Regions from separate parts of the Gossypium hirsutum genome. Here region 2 is linked to region 1. Evidence: chromatin contacts called from public Hi-C data. All regions are on one chromosome and are shown on one strand. Each heading gives the region's core, a stretch centred on a gene start, on an enhancer-like site or on the middle of the called end of the contact. The rest is flanking DNA. Distances are from core to core; before and after follow the strand shown. Region 1 holds the start of LOC107908051 (serine/threonine-protein kinase STY46). Region 2 holds the start of LOC107910558 (nuclear export mediator factor Nemf).

Region 1 (2,913 bases), core at 148-2,647:
CACATATCTCCCTTCGGTGTACAGACTCCACTGTAAGTTGCGTCTTCTTTATGATCATAAGCATCAACACGATTCTCGCCTGTCCTAATTCTGGATTTCACTTTGTTGCTCACCTTGGACGCCTGCTTTGGTTAACTCGTGAATCAGCCCAAATCAAAACAAAAGAAACCAAACATAATCATATATAAAGAATTAAGAAACTAATACCAAATTTGATATTTTTGATACAATTGCAGCTTGCAGAGGCTGCTGAGGATCAAGACCAAGTTTAACCGAGATGGTGTTTTTAGACCGGGTAAAGGCTGAAGAATTTCCTTTCGGTTGCCTTTCAGCTGAAAATTCAAACTTGGTTTCTTGAAAAGGCCGTGAATCACAGGTCACAGAAGTGATTCCCACCACAGAACCATCTTCATCATAAAAAGGAGTAACAGTTGCAACTACAGAAATATTCTCCCCTAGTCTATTCTTAATAGGAAACAGTCCAGTCCAACTCTCCCCAATAATAACCCGTTGAACTATATTTACTGCAAACCCGAAATCCTTAGGATGACAAACAAGCTTAATAATATTTTGTCCTAAAGCTTCTGCTTCTAAATAACCATAAAGTTTTTCAGCACCTCTGTTCCTGCAATAAAACACGCAATTTTAAGAAAAATAACTCTACAGGGATGATAATCCTTACCTTGTATATTAAGAAACAAGATCAAATCATATCGTTAATCTAGAAAAATAAATCACGAACATTGCAACTGAAAAAGAAAAAGAAGAAGAAGAAGAAGAAAGAAAGAAAGAAACCCTATTCAAAGTTCAAACTTACCAAAAGAATACACGGCCTCTAAGATCATATATATAAACAGATTGTCCCATAGACTGTAAAATATTTAAATACTGACTGTTAGTCAAATTAGCGGCAGCTGTCCGTGAATTCCCGGTTCTTGTTCTTCCTGCGTCGCCACCGCCTCCATTTGTGGTGCCGCAGCTCCCGCTCTCTATTCGTAACGGAAGTCGAACAGAACCAGAACCGGCAGCAGCCGCCGCGTCCCCGAGAAATAACGGCCGTTGAGGGGAAGTACGGCGGGATCCTCGACGAGTTGAGTCATGAATTGACTCACCGCTGGATTGTCTTAAACCTGACATTTCTCGCATGAGATACGCATGTCCTACTTCCAGTTCTTGGATCTTCCTCAAGAGCTCCTCCCCTAGCGGCGTTTTCATTGTTTGCTTTCCCTTCCTTTACACAATCAGTTTGAAAAACAAGCGAAGCTTCAAAGCTTTGACAATTAAATAAATTAAATTCAAATATTTTTTTCATCACCTTCTTCCACTTCAAAACTCTCCTCTGTTAAGGAAGCCAAAACTCAGAAAACTCCACCCATTTCCTTTTTCTTCCTTTTGGCGGTTTCCTTTTTTTATTTTTAATTTCATAATTATCAAATGAATTTAAACTGTTTGGTGACACATGTCCGACACCCGTCTTTGTATAACATTATTTTTTAAATATAATTTTTTAATTATTTTTAATATTATTATAATGATATTTTTTTTAAATAGCGTGGAATGACATAAGCATGCCAATGAGATTGATCAATATTAGCTTCTTGCAGCATAATAATTTGTAGGCCATATTGAAATGTAAGATTTAGGGCTAGTTTGGATGGGCGGTGTGTTTACCTTTGGTGATGTTAAAAATAGCGGTGGCGGTGAGATTAGTTACTGTAACGGTGAGATTAGAAACAAGGTGGAGTGTGTGTGGATTCAAACTCAGCTGTAGCGGTGAGGTAAGAATAAAAAATGACTATTAAGGATATCATATTAGAATTGATATATAATAGAAGTTTTTTAAATTATTTTACTTTTTTAAAATTATTAAAATATGTGAATTTATAAATTCATTTAATAAAATATTAAAATGTATCTTCCAGTATTTTAATGATTTATATAATTAATTTAAATTATTTATTAGAAAAAATGATAATTATTTTTATTTTTTATAGTTAAATATTTTTTTATAACAATGATAAATATTATTTTCATAAATAGTAACATTATACTTGGATCAAATTTGGGAAAGAAATTAGTTTAACTTTCAAGGATAAAATGGTAAAATAATAAATAAAAGTAATGATATTTTTGTCTCTTAAAAATACCAACAACACCCAAGGGTTTCAATTGCTGCTGAAACCTCCAGCAGAAATTTAGCTGTCCAGTGCGGTGGAATTGAATTCTCACTAGACTGATCTGCTTTTCCAAACACCATGGCAGTGAGATTGGCACCCTCAACTGCACCTCACTGATGTACTGAAGCAAACCAAAGGAAGCCTTAATGTCCTAATTTTTCATTCTCAAAACTCACTTTTAATTTCTCTCGCTTGGTTATCCAAATTTAAGCTAATTATATTCCTCATTTTTAAATTGGTATCCAAACTTCAAAAGTCTTTAAAATATCAACCTTGCCATTAGCTTAGTTATTAAGTACCAACACAAATTGTAAATACGTGTACATGCATCACACAAACGAGAGGTTTTTTTTTTGTAAACAAAACTGGCTCTTCTACCTTTAAATGATTCTATTTATTTTTATTTTTTAAAAATTGTTAGATTTAAGTTGTTTATATAATAGATACACACATGTTTACAATTTAATTCAGCATGTTTTACAAATGTTTCACATTTGATTTGTACTAACATTTAGCACCTAAATTGAAGATTAAGTTAATGAAATAACTTGATTGATGCAATGTTTATACTTAAAATTTTTTTAAATAGTTTTTTAAGTTATTTTGTGCTTAATCATCAAACAATTTAAAAGTGTTTCACATTTGATTTGTACTAACATTTAGCACCTAAATTAATTCTTTGAATCTTGTTTGTAGACATAAAATTTTTCACGCACTACATCAAATAAACGTCCTA
Region 2 (2,913 bases), core at 223-2,722, 200 kb before region 1:
CTTTCCTGGATTCTTTTTCTGCATTAAAATGTATCCTTCAGGAACCTTGTCACCCGAAATAACATCTTGCAGCCAGTCCTCAAATTTTTCAACAGCTTGGGCCAAAGCTTGAAGCTTATCATCATCAAGCTTGTTATCTTTATTTACTTTTGTATTTGAAACCAGACCAGCATCTAAAATGATATGCTCAGCGAGTGCAGGACCATAACCCAATGCCTCTCCAAGAACATTCTTCAATGTAGCCTGTTTAGAACGAGTATTATCACTGGCACTTTTGTTTGGCTCAGAAGTTTTCCCACCCTTGTGACTACCCTTCTTGTCTTTTTCTTTTCCTTTAGGTGCGTCAAGTGAATTATTCCCAGCTTTAATAACCTTAGCAGCTTGATTCTCATCTGGATCACTAGAAGAAGTGAGGGCTGTCTGCAGCTTCAAGATGGTGGTTCGCTCAAAATGCCGGCAGATCTCAGTAGGGTAACGATGGCGTGACATGATCGCCACCCCTTTATCATCATCCCTGCCATGGATGAACGTGCACAATTCATTTATCAAACTAAGTTCACTTAAATTACAAACTGGAAAACATCAAAACCATGAATTTTGAAAAGGAAGAAAATGCCACAACAAATAAACATCACTAAGCATGACATTCTTACCGGATTCCCAGAAACATGAATTTAAACTGAGGATGAGAAAAATTGTTACCTATGGGAACGAAGAAGTGTCAAAACAGTGAAATCGGAATCAGTGAGGATAATGTTTCCTTGGGCGTACAATTCCAATATTACATAATGAGCATTAGCGCCTAACCCGAATTGGAACAGAATTATCTGCGCACAAAAGCTTAATAAATTGAGAAGTTAAAAAAACAGAAATCAAAGCAGACTAAAAATATATATATATATACCCTATCATAACCGAGTTGACGAACATCTTCAAGCCTTCTAGTTCGAATATGCTTTCTTAATTTGAGGGTAAAGCCAGAAGGTGTATTGCTCTTATCCCTATATAACATTTCGAAAATTTATTTAATGTAAATTTAAAAGAAAAAAAATTGACATTACAAAAAAGAAGAAACATACCGAACATAAGCAGTGGTATGTAAACGGACGCCGCTCTCCATTAACAACAGTACTTTCTCGCTCTCTCCCGACTCCGTAACGCCGCTACTATTCATTAGCTTGAATATATATGTCTACAATAGCAAACCATAAGCATTAATCTTCAGATTTTAGAAAGAAAAAAAATCCTCGTTTCTTCATTTGCTGAAGAAAGGGGGGAGGGATTGAAAAATTAAAAAGAAAAAAATAAAACCTTGGGAGAGAGATCGTAGACGTTGGAACAACGCATGCCGATCAATCTTCGCAAGCACTTGACTTCGGCGGCAACATCGGCGGTGTTAAGGCGCACCTTCACCATTTTCCCTTCTCTTTCTTGTTTCTCTGTCGCTTAGTTTTGGGGAACCTTTGAGCGCAAGAGAGGTGATTATGGTGTTGCAGTGAGGCTCAGCCTGGGCTTGGAATTGGGTCTTGGCGAGCCCAACATGGTTGGGCTCTATTATGTCTGGGGATCGGACCAAGGCTTGAGCTCAACTCAGGGATTTTGTTTAGTTTTACGGATTATTGTAATAATAGAATCAGAAATTAAATCGGTTGGATTTTCTGTTTTCCATTCAATCAATTGAATTAGTTGAAGCAGATGGTTTAATCAATTTAAAAATTAATAATAACTGAAAATAAGTATGAAATATTTTTAAGAAAAGGTATGTATACAAAAAATCAAAAATAATAATGAAAAATTCAAAATATTTTGTTTTAAAAAAGGAAAAAAAATTATTTCTCTAGTTCTTTATATTTATACCAATTCTAAAATTTTTTTAAATTATTTTGATTATACATCACTGGTCGGACTTCTAATTTTTGGTTTTGATTAATCAATAGATCAAATTTACTTCTTATAATATTAGATTCACAAATTATTTAGTTATTAAATTAATCTAAAATATGATATGTAGTTTATAATTTCAAAAGTTATCATGATTCATGATATTATTATGAACAATGTTTTTCATATTCCAAGCGAATATAATTGTGAAAATTGTTCATTTTTATAATAAAAAGAATAATTTAGTTTTTAAGTTAAACCATAAAGTCGTCTCAAGTAGTTTTAATTTTTTCTTTTCTTTTTTACATCTTCATTTTTAAATCAAATTAATCATTTTTATACTATATTAAATGAATTTTTTTTGGTCAAAATTAAAGTATTTATCATTAGTAATGGTGATTATCCCCTTATCGCATAAATTTTTCAAAAAAATAAACAATTATTTATAAAATGTACTTCATTACTATAAATTAAGATTGAATCTTGATTACATAATTAAAAGATGAAATGAATTATAACATTATTAAATCTCGTAATACATTTATTTATTTTGAGGTGATTTTTATTTTTAGTCATTGACATTATAATGGTCTCTCCTAATACTCTTGACCTGACTTGTCCGGTTAGAGTACTCAACGTGAAGTACGATAATCTTATCAGATAATAATTACCATTATTCATTTGCCTGTTTAATCCTTAGTTATGCTAATCAACTCAAAGGCTTTCACTTTTCCTTTTTCGTTTTTGTTACGAGATTAGAACCCTTTGTTTATTCACTTTATACAAACATGTCACACGCACAACATCATTACTTCCTTCGTGTTTTGTGGAAAGCTTTCTACACTTCCGTCTAATTCACGAAAATTGATAAATTACACTTTTTCCTTTTTGCTTTCAATTTATCAAAATTTAATTTTAATTATTTATAAAGAATTTTAAAAAGTACCCTATGATAAACTGAAAAAATAGTATTAAAAATTAAAAATTGAATTTAAATTATAAAATTTATTTGATTAATACTTAAAATTGTAA

What was found. A called contact is a pair of places that touch in the nucleus more often than the background predicts.
Region 2: a contact with region 1 is called in a Hi-C map of leaf, with 2.0 times the contacts expected there. The contact joins the promoter of LOC107910558 here to the promoter of LOC107908051 in region 1. A contact is called at or near these places in 2 of 34 Hi-C or Micro-C datasets (callus and leaf).

The regions. Positions count from the first base shown.
Region 1 is chrD02:8,178,572-8,181,484 of Gossypium_hirsutum_v2.1, reverse strand. LOC107908051 (serine/threonine-protein kinase STY46) reads right to left here and starts at 1,397. Exons shown (of 13, transcript XM_041088219.1): 1 at 818-1,397; 2 at 208-625; 3 at 1-122. The coding sequence starts at 1,215.
Region 2 is chrD02:8,374,813-8,377,725 of Gossypium_hirsutum_v2.1, reverse strand. LOC107910558 (nuclear export mediator factor Nemf) reads right to left here and starts at 1,472. Exons shown (of 14, transcript XM_016838428.2): 1 at 1,312-1,472; 2 at 1,080-1,192; 3 at 905-1,001; 4 at 703-827; 5 at 1-514. The coding sequence starts at 1,416.